2 separate regions of the Zea mays genome follow, and region 2 is linked to region 1. Evidence: chromatin contacts called from public Hi-C data. All regions are on one chromosome and are shown on one strand. Each heading gives the region's core, a stretch centred on a gene start, on an enhancer-like site or on the middle of the called end of the contact. The rest is flanking DNA. Distances are from core to core; before and after follow the strand shown.

Region 1 (5,272 bases), core at 2,599-5,098:
CCACCGAATAATCAATCACAACCGTTCGTTCATCAGCTTCTTGTGAGTTTGTAACGAACGACCGGCCGGCCGGCCGGGATTGCACGTAATGTGCAGTGTTTACGATATATACGGGAAGAATAAAGAACTTTTACCGGGAGCGATGTACCCGTACGAGCCGGCGAACGGCGGGGGCGACGAGTTGGCGCCGTCCTCGGCGACCCTGGCGAGGCCGAAGTCGGCAAGGCACGCCTCGTACCGCTCGCCGAGGAGGATGTTGTCGGCCTTGACGTCGCGGTGGAGGATCGCCGGCACGCAGTCGTGGTGCAGGTACGCGAGGCCCTCGGCCACGCCGACGGCGATCGAGAGCCGCACCTCCCACTCCACCACCGCGGCGCCGGCCGACCCGCCGCCGGCGCTGTGCAGCAGGCCGCCGAGGGTGCCGTTCGGGAGGTAGTCGTAGAAGAGGAGGCGCGTCCGCCGGTTGGCCGCCCACCCGAGGAGCCGGACGATGTTGCGGTGGCGCACCCGGGGCAGCACGCCCACCTCGCACGCGAACGCCTCGGCGGACGCCTCGTCGCACGACCGGAACCTCTTCACGGCGATGGCCGCGCCCGTGGACGGCACGCTCGCGCGGTACACCGACCCGGACCAGCCCTGCCCGATGACGTTCGCCGGCGTCAGGCTGCGCGCCACGTCGCCCACGGTGATGTCCAGTTTCTGGTACAGCGTCACGTCCCACGGCGGCAGCATGTCGGCGTCCTTGCCGTCCGCGTCGGAGCGCGCGCCGCCGAACACCGACGAGCGTCCGCGGCGGCCGACGAGGAGGAACGCCGCGGCGGCGAGGAGGGCGACGAGCGCGGACACCAGCACCGCGGTGGCCACGCGGGCGGCGCGCCGCGCCGCGCGCTCGCGCTCGCTTGCGTCGCCGGGGCACCGCGAGAGGCACAGGCCTGGGTTGCCCTCCACGTCGCTCGCCGGCAGCTTCGCGAAGAACGCCGTCGCGGGCGCGCGGCCGGTGAAGCCGTTGAAGGAGATGTTGAGGGCCACAAGGTTCTGGAGCGCGGTCAGGGGCTGGAGGTCACCGGAGAGCTGGTTGTGCGACACGTCGAGCACGCCGAGCCGAACGAGGCCGCCGAACTCCTTCGGTATAGCGCCCGACAAACCGTTGCAGCTCAGGTTGAGAGCGATCTCCAGCCCCGGAATCTTGCCGATGCTCGCCGGTATCCCGCCGGACAGCGTGTTGCCGCCGAGGTCCAGGAGCTGGAGCCGTGAGCACGAGCCGATCTCTGGAGGTATCTGGCCCGTGAGCCTGTTCCCGCCAAGGACGAGCTTCGTGAGCGAACTGAGCTTGCCGATGTCCGGCGGGATCGCGCCGCCGATGGAATTGTACGACAGGTCCAGGTACTGCAGCGAGAGCATGTCGTGGAACAGCCTCGGAGGCAGGACGCCGGCGATGGCATTGCCGTGGAGGTCGACGAACGTGAGGTTCCGGCACCCGGCGATCTCCGCGGGGATGGCGCCTGACAACCTGTTCGAGCTCAGGTCAAAGAAGCTGAGGTTGCCAAGTCTACCGACCTCGGGAGGAATCGCGCCGGCGAGGTGGTTGCCGCTCGCGCGGAACCGGACGAGGGACGTGCAGTTGCCGATCTCCGGCGGTATCTCGCCCGAGAGGGCGTTGTCGATGAGCAGCAGCTTGGAGAGCCGCGGCAGCCGGAACAGGGAGCGCGGGATGGGCCCGGTGAGCGCGTTCTGCGACAGGTCGAGCGACTCGAGGCTCGCGCAGCCGCCGATCTCCGGCGGGATGCTCCCCGTGAGCTGGTTGGCCCAGAGGTAGAGCATGCGCAGCGCCGTGAGCTTGCCGATGCCGGCGGGGATGGCGCCGGATATCTGGTTGTTGTCGAGCTCGAGGTCGGTGAGGTTGGCGCAGCGCGCGAGCTCGGCCGGGACCGGGCCGGACACCTTGTTCCCGCTGAGCTGCAGCTCCTGCAGCGACGTCAGGTTCCCGAGCGACGCCGGGATGTGGCCGGTGAGCCCGTTCATGGACAGGTCCAGGACGGCGAGCCCCGCGCACGCCCCGAGCTCCGGCGGTATGACGCCGACGAGGCTGTTCTGCCACAGCAGCAGGGTCTTGAGGTTGCTGAGCCTGCCGAGCTGCGGCGGGATCGACCCGGACAGCGCGTTCTCGTACAGGTAGACGTTGACCAGGCTTGTGCATTGGCCGAGCTCGGGAGGTATCGGGCCGGAGAGCATCGCGGTGTAGATGGCGATGGTGTCGAGGCTCTTGAGCTGGCCCAGGGTCGCCGGGAGCGGGCCGGAGATGCTGGTCTCGGCGAGGCCGAGCATGGTGAGGTTGGAGCAGCTGCCGATCTCCGGTGGGAGCGCGCCCTGGAGGTTCTTGTTGCCGCCGGCGCGGAGCACCTCGAGGCTGGCCATCTGGCCGATGGACGCCGGGATGGGGCCCTCGAGCTGGTTGTCGTAGACGACGAGCTCCCGCAGCGCCGTGAGGTTGCCGATGGCGTCCGGGATGGCGCCCTCGAGGCGGTTGGAGTTGACGTAGAGGCTCTCGAGCCTGCTCCCCGGGCGGCAGAGGGCGGCCGGGATCGGCCCCGTGAGCGCATTGCTGCTGAGGTCGAGGTGCGCCAGCGCCGGCAGGTCCCCGAGCTGCGGCGGGATGGGGCCCGTGAGGTTGGCGCCCGTGAGCACGAGGCGCGCCAGCGTGGCGCCGACGGCGGAGGAGTGCAGGTCGGCGGGGACGCCGCCGTGCAGGCCGACGAACTGCAGGCTGAGCTCCGTGACCCGGCCCGCCGCGTTGCAGGACACGCCCGTCCACCGGCACGGCGACGCGTCGGAGTCCCTCCAGTCCCCCAGCGCCTCCTCCGCGCCGCCCCGCAGCGTGCGCTTCCAGGCCAGCAGCGCCGCGCCCTGCGCGTCCACGGCCAGCGCGCTGCCCATGCACGCCAGGACAAGCGCGCACCACAGCAGCAGCGGCGCCGCCGCCGCCGCGCACGCGCTCCTCCACCTCCCGTTCATCACGTCAGGAGGCATCCTCCTCTGCAGCTCAGCTTACGAAACCACAGCCTGCCAGGTCGGCAGGCAGCCGACAGCGTTTGACACTGTACTTGAGAGATACTACACTTCACTCCCAGAGCATATCCACCCAGGCAGGCGACCAAACTACGACGATGAAGCCGATGAGGAGGATGAGGTGAGGCGGTGCTGTAGGATCAGCTGCAGCTGGTGTCACTTGCAAATCTGTGTCGTTGCTTGTGCCGGAAGCAGCAGCGCAGCGCAAAGAAAGTGGCTCTGCGGCTTTGCTTTGCTTTGCTTGCAAAGCCAGGGAGTAGGTGGATTGGTGGCGAGGTTTAAGCGAAGCCTCACTGACAAGACAACAGGTTTTAGCGGAGGGAGAAGAAGAGGCAGAGGCACGCCACTGCCACGGCCATGCGCCACAACGTGGATGCAGTGCAGCTGTTATACGCCGATGAGCAGGAGAGAGGGAAAGGTGGAGCAGGAAAGCAGCGAGAAACGGCAGATTAGGTGGCAGCAAGCTGGTTCCGGTTCAAGTTCAGACATTGCAAAGTACCAGGACAGGAGGAGAGGGAGAAGAAGAGAGAGAGAGAGAGAGAGAGAGAGAGAGAGAGAGAGAGCGGGTGGTGTGGGTAGCAGTGGCTGGCACTCATGTGTGTCTGCGGAATCTCCGGATCCGAGGCCACCGGTTGGGTCAGGCACTCAGGCAGGCCGGCCGTCAGGACTCAGGACGCTCCGCACCGCACCCCGGTCTCATCCCTATGCTTGTTTATTGCACTGTCATTCTGTCAAGTAGCAACGCTACTTTATTACAGTATTATGTACCTGTGCTGACTGGTGATACAACAGCGCTTGGTTTTAATTCTACTGATTTTTACAGTTGTTACAGTGTTTTTTCTACTGATTTGTACCTGTCCTGAGATGGGGAAGAGAAGTGAGACTTAGGGGTGTTTGGTTACACCCCGCTAAAATTTAGCCTCTGTCCCATCAAATGTTTGAACCTCCGTTCCGGGTATTAAATGTAGTCGGATTATAAAACTAATTTGTCAGCCGAAGATTAAAAGACGAGACGAATCTAGTCCAGTTGGTTGGGTCTATATTTCATACTCCTATTTAAAAGTCAAACGCTTGATGTGACCCGGGCTAAACTTTAGCAGGAGCAACCAAACACCCCTTTAGTTTGGCACTCAAAGAAAAGATGGTGAATCACATCCACTAAAGGTCGTCTGAAGCTGTTGCATCGCATCGCGTCGGTCAGGTTTCAGTTGAGGCAGGCAGCTCCGCCGTCATGAAAAGGCTGTGTGAAGTGAAGCCGCTGCGGCTGCATGGATGATGATGCTACAGCCTACGCAGCGTTCTGTGTAACCCTTCCTGGCTTCCTGCCGAGGAAAACAAAGAATCGGGCGGACGGGCAGCGCAAAGACTTTTTCACCACGCACGCCGCGCTGCCTGCCGCGGCATCTGCGTGCGGTGAGCATGGCAAGCGCATCATGCCATGCGACAGCGATGGCGGGGGGCAGTGGGCAAAGAATATCTTGGGAACGTAACGGCTCGCCTACAATAACAGTGGCCACCAACACGTGGCATGTAACTTCTCCCTCCGTTTTCCTACAGTTTCTAGCCCGTTTTTGTTTATTTTTTACTTCGACAGGGGGCATGTTTAAATCACTAGGACTAGCTACTAGTTACGGAGTCCGTAATGGCTATCTCAAATAGCTAGCTGATGTAGAGCTCAAGGAATAATAAAATTAATAACTTATCTTACTACTAGTATATGGTCCACACGTAATACACTCAGTTTTCTGGAATACGTGAAATCTCTTATATATTTGCTCGTCATTCGTCACTAGCTATTCTCGTCTTCTCCATATTTTCTATCCATGTAGGAAATAGAGTGAATCTAGCTAGTAGCTAACAATTGGAACGCCCTTAGAGCTAAAAAAACACTTGGAATTTATCTGGAGTTAGCTAGGTAACTAGTTGATTATAGCTAGCTAAAGACTGATAAAAAAATATCTTCTGTTTGAATGAGGTACAGATTATGATTTTAGTTAACTTTAGCTAGTTAACAATTACTCCTCCTAATACTGAATAGGTCCTAAACCTTCTAATGAACTGTTTTTATGGTCCAAGATAACTTATAATCTAGAACGTAAGGATAGTAAACAACTCTTCATTTCCCTCACTCAGTACGTATGCTCACTTCCAAAAAAAACCACTTATAATTACTACAATAACCTTTTGTCCAAACCACCTGTGGCGT
Region 2 (5,668 bases), core at 196-2,695, 310 kb before region 1:
TTTGGTACTTAACTGTCTTGTTGAAGTACTGATCTAACGGAACTCGTTTAGCATGAAAACAAAATTAAATCGGTGCATCATTTGTTCTATTCCCTTTTTCTTCGACAACTATTACCACTTTGTCTCCTATGTTTATCTTTTACTGAATGTGACTGCATCCATGAAGAATGAATTCCAACTGTCTGTATCCTCCATTCAATCGGCAGGTTCTATGGATCACGTGGAAGGGACCAGAGCAGAACAAGCAATGATGGATTCCGTGCCAGGAGCAGAAGTCCTCCTGGCAAGCCCGTGGAAGTTTCCAACTGGTGATTGCATCCACTAGGTGCAATCCAATTTTTGCGATGGTGACGAAACCAAGTAGAAGATGGCACCCTAACAAGTTATATTATTTCCTTTTCTTATCCTGCTTAGATCCAAGGATGTGATGGTCTGAACCCTAACGGTCTCCTGCTATCTTGATTTGACGTCTGGGAGACGCTTGATTCCGTGCCTGTGGGTTGTAAAGCGTTAAAACTTGACTTTGCTAGTGTACTCCCAATGATATAACCCAATCCTGGGTAAACAAACGCATGGGGATGAATTTTGGACGAAACCATGGACAACTGATGTGTGTTTAATGTCATGTACAATCTATGTCGAAGGCTGTTGTAAATGCCGTCCGCATAGTTTATATTGAGATGAGTGTCTGTTATTGCATGTGTTCGCCGTGGTTTGTAAACGCATGTGTTGTAGACAGCCACTTGACGTAGCTGTTCGCCGTGGTTTGGACCTTGGAGGTTGTACTAAATTCTAATCGTATGGATGGCTGGAACACAAAAGTCCACGAGTCTAGTCGCGTAAGGATGCACCATAGTCACAAAAAGTTTCTGGATCGATAGAATCGAGGAATGGGATCGAGAAACGTGGTACACTAACTATGAGAGGTTTTTACATGATGGTAACAAAAATGACTGTTTTTCTAGATTTTTCAGATTGAGGGTCGCTAGCACCATACCCATTTCTTGTGATTATGGGACGAACTATGATTGTTCATCATATCTCGAGTATAAATGAAAACACCTGCTACTGCAGCACCAGTTTCTGCAGGAGGAATGCCTTTTTTAGTTCCTGCAGGAGGAATGTTTTATTTTTGGGGTTCAAATCGATCAATGTTTTACCTAGTGCGGGTGGATGGAGACGACGATTGGTCTTGGTCGATCCTGACCCTTGAGACGCCGCAGTGAACGGCCGGCCAGACCTGCTTGCTGTAGATGTTGAAGAAGTAGATGATCATCGCTGAAGTTTTTTTTTGTTGCAACACGTGCAGTCTCCAGGTGGTTTGTGGTTCTTCCCCTTTCCAGGCTTGCGACCACTGCAGCAGACAGCTCGGCAGCTCCACTATGGAGTATTGTGGAGTGTTTGGGCTGGGTGGTGGAAAAGATAAAAGGAAAGGAAAAAAATAGCAGCACAAAATGGGCTGTATGGTCTTGGGCCTCAGAGGCCGAGAGTGTTTCGGCTGGACGGACTGGGACTGGGAGGCACCCGGCCCGGCAACCCGCAGCATAGTGCCGTAAGGCAGCCCGCAGTCACGTACTTGAAAAGGAACTGTAAAGAATACCGTAGGCTATAGAGTTCGAATGGTGCTGCAGCGAGTGACTGGAAAGATAGCTGTAAAATATAGTCAGCTGAAAAGAACTCTATCTGCAGCGTTCGCTGCCGTGCGACTGGATGACAGAGGTGGGACCAGAGGTGGGGCCCAAGAGAGACGTTGTGAAAGGCCGGTTAGGAGAGAGGTGAAAATAAATAATAGAATATGTGGTAGTTGGTATAGGGTAGAGATTTAAGATGAATATGACTGCGAAAGATTGTGAGATAGAGTAGAGAATCTCGCTGACGAGGATAGAATATTCCTTTTAGAGTAGAAATTTAGGGTTCCATGAGTGCGGATAGCCTAAGCGTCTGCTGGGCAAACCCAAAGTCCAAACGACGTGGCGGGGCACACGCTCGATACCTAGCTGCTGCTAATTGGCAGGGCAGCGGCCAGTGCTCTGACATCTTTCTTTCCCCTGCGGCGGCGGTCCGGCACGCTAGCCGGCCAGCCCGCTGCAGGTGCAGGAGTAGGGATGGGAACCAACGGGGAATTCCTCGCCGGAGAATAGCTCTTCATACTCGTTTTCGCGACGAAATTTTTTCTCATGAGGATTCCCACGAACGCTTTCGGAGAATATTTCTTCTTCATCCCCGTTCCTCACGGGATAAATTCTCAACGAGGATCCCTATCTCCATTTAAATTATAATTAAGACATATGTTCTTTGTTATTAATGTTAAACATTGTCACTTATACATATTGTCAGATGTAATAAATCATTATACATACATCAAAATAAACACATTTGTACAATTAGTGGTCTCTTGACAAGGTAATTATTTATTTTTGTTGTTAACCGATACACAAAAACATAGTCACATGCAAGTTTAACGGGTCCCGCGGGGAACGGGATGGGGAATGCTTCCCCGTCCCATCCCCGTTTACCCGTCAAGGGATAAATTTCCCCCGTTTATATTCCCGCGGGGGAAGTTTTGTAATACCCACTTTGTAAAAGAAAATCTAAGAGTAGAAATTATATTCCTTTTCATATATGGGTGTCATCCCTATTTATCATTTCATGCGGACACCTCACTTACACCAATAAATAATTAACAAAAGACACTCAATTAAATCATGCATCATGTTGAGGTTTCTATTTTTTTGTGTGCATCTTGTGACAGTATAAAAAAATCATATAAAAAGAAATATATTAAAGCACACAATATAATTTAAGGTCTAACAGAAATTCTAGAAGTGAGAAAGGAGGAAAAGAAATACTATATAATACAAAACAAAAGGTATAAAATTTAAACTCTGTCCATAGTGGTAAGATTAAAATCTATCTTTTATTGAGTACAAAAGTAACATGTATATTTGGAGTCTAAATTGGAAATTTAAAATGAAAGGGTAAAGATAAACCAGAAAAAGGATAAAAGAGACCCCCATTCATGGGCCAACTTACACCAATCCGGCCCAATACACCACCCACTGCGTCGCCCACCTGACCGGGATCTGGCGCGCGCGGGGGGCTGACATTAGGGGCCCACTGACATCCGCTTATCGCTTGCGCGCTCACTCCTTTCCCGCTGACACCTGGGGCTCGCGCGTCAGGCTTGTGCGTCGTCAACGGCTCGTCCGAGCTTCGCGCGGATGGTGGGTGAACTGTACGCGACTTCACCGTGGGCGGGGGAAGTGGAGGTCATTGCACCCGATGACGTTACCTAAGGATAAATCCTCGCATTCCCTTCCCCGACCACGTGTGCACCCTTGCCCTGTTCCACCATCCCTGAGAATCACCTGTTGGAGCGTCGCTGCGGACCGTGAAGGGAGGCGTCCGCTGCTGCACCCGTTCTTCGCCGGTGAAGCAAATTGGGGCGCGTGGTTGGCCAACGACCTTCGCTGCGCCCTAGAGAGTGAGATTGGCGTCGCCGCGGAACCAATCGGGCCACGAATCCAGTGGATTTCCTCACCGGTGTGGGCAGAATGCGGCAAACTCGCCCATCACCGTGGGTGGGGCGCTCTGCTGCCGAATCCCCAACGAGGTACCTCCTGAGCCTTATGTAATCGCCTTCTTGTTATTTTGGAACCATCGTATGCGTGCTGTTGTGCCTCACTGGTATTCCGGCTGTGGACCGACCATGGCATCGTCGCTGGGGACCGGTTCGCCGTCGTGGGCGCGGTCGGAGGGGAGGAGATGGACCTCGTCCGTTGGATACTAGCCAACGGTCGCGATTAGATAGTAGGTATACCGCTTCGGGCGGGGGAAATCGTAGCCATTGATCTCTGCATCAACGGATTAGATTAGATCTTCAAATAACTCTTCGACCCTTTTAAATCCGCTTCGTTGATCTGTGATCCTGCGGTCCTGGTGCCATACCGGTTCATCACCTGCGGAATTAAATCTGTGCCATCCGTGTGTAATCAAACGGCCAAGATTAGTCAATACCCCTTCGTGTAGACAGTTTTTCATATGAGCCCCTAGGCTTTACGGAAATAGAACCCGCCGTCTGTAGTTTTTGTTCACTAGGTCTCTGGATTCTTGCGCCGAGGCCCCTGCGCTTTCCTATAATTGACGCCCAGTCCAGGAAATTAGAAAATCAAAGAAAATGAAATAGGAATTTATTTTTAATGCAAAAATAAATACTAGAACTTGTGTAAATCATAGAAAATTCATTTTAACTCGTTTTTGACCCGTTCCAATTTCTATAATTTTGTATTAATATTGTTTAGCACTTAATGACTCTGTTTTAGCATGAAAACTATATTAAATTTGACCACTTAATTATTTCCGTATCAAACACATAAAATCTTCGGAAATTCATAACTCCTTAACCGTAACTCCGATCTTAGTAGTTCTCGATCTCTCGACCTCGTAGCGACGCGTAGATTATTATTCAGTTTGTTCTTATATTTGGTGTGATGTTAATTTTATCTATACCATGTTTGTTTGTATTGCTACGACTAGTGCGAGGACACGTGTCATCTGAAAAGCAAGTTGGTACCTGGAATCTCAAGTGCCAGGCAAGTTGTGCCCTTGATCCACTTTTGTTACCCAATAATATTCTTTATTATCATTCAATGCATAGGTTTAATTTTGATGGGACCCAATAGGTCACCCTAGATTGTTTATCTCATTACCTTGTTTGCCCCTGAATCACATGGGTAGTTTTTGCTATTGCTTTATATGGTTTTGGGATTAATATTTCATTATATCCATGTTCAAGTTATTTTGTTATTTTATTTATGTTCATGTCAAGATCATTATATTATTGTTAATTGGAACATGGAGCTTAACTTGAGAAACACGTGCCACCACAAGGGAGGAATGGGACCCCTTGGCTGACTAATTAGGAAAGCTAGTGGAAGACTACCTTACCCGAAAGGGACAAGGGCAGTAGGGGAGTTGCATGCAAGGAGGTTCTCGGGTTGATTTGCTGTGATGGCGGTCAGACGGGGGATTCTTGCAAGTGCTCTTCCCATAAACTGTAGCGGGTTTTCGAAAGCTAGTGGAACTTTGTAAAGGCCTCGTAGTGGATCCCTAGCCATTCACCTTGGTAGTGTCTAAGGGCCTAGCTAACCCTGGCGACATGGGAAACACGACTTGTGGGTAAAGGGTACAACCTCTGCAGAGTGTAAAACTGGTATACTAGCCGAGCTCACGGTCATGAGCGGCTCAGAACTCTTCGATGATTAAATTATGGAACCTAAACTCAATTTGTCATTTGCATTTGCATGGGATTTGTTATTAATTTTGTTCTATTATTTTATTATGGTTTGGTATTCACTTACACTTAGTAACTGCTAATAAAATTTTGACCAACTTATAAAAGCAATGCTCAACTTTAACCTCTATTGTTGATCAGCCTTACACTTCATGAACTCCCCACCTTTGGTGAGCTCATGCCACATTATTCCCCACAACTTGTTGAGCGATGAACATGTGTGAGCTCACCCTTGCTGTCTCACACCCCCCCCCACAGGAGAAGAACAGGTGGTTCAGGAGGAGCCACGTATCGAGGAGTTCGATTCAATCTAGGTGGCGTTTCTCAGTTGACATTGGCGCCGACGATCCTTAGTTCGTTTTATGGTTATACTTT

What was found. A called contact is a pair of places that touch in the nucleus more often than the background predicts.
Region 2: a contact with region 1 is called in a Hi-C map of tassel, with 1.9 times the contacts expected there. The contact joins the enhancer-like site here to the promoter of LOC103634865 in region 1. A contact is called at or near these places in 4 of 25 Hi-C or Micro-C datasets (bundle sheath, ear, leaf and 1 more).

Annotation. Positions count from the first base shown.
Region 1 is chr8:17,610,193-17,615,464 of Zm-B73-REFERENCE-NAM-5.0, reverse strand. It overlaps LOC103634865 (LRR receptor-like serine/threonine-protein kinase), which reads right to left and starts at 3,848. Exons shown (of 2, transcript XM_008657448.4): 1 at 135-3,848. The coding sequence starts at 3,027.
Region 2 is chr8:17,913,063-17,918,730 of Zm-B73-REFERENCE-NAM-5.0, reverse strand. It overlaps the pseudogene LOC100502188. Among protein-coding and RNA genes, the nearest start is that of LOC100277194, 15 kb to the left of the region's middle. Within about 2 kb of position 1,445, at least 19 of the 20 cell types and tissues checked have an H3K27ac peak or open chromatin away from gene starts, as enhancers often do. A contact at or near this core is called in bundle sheath, ear, leaf and 1 more, where this site is marked.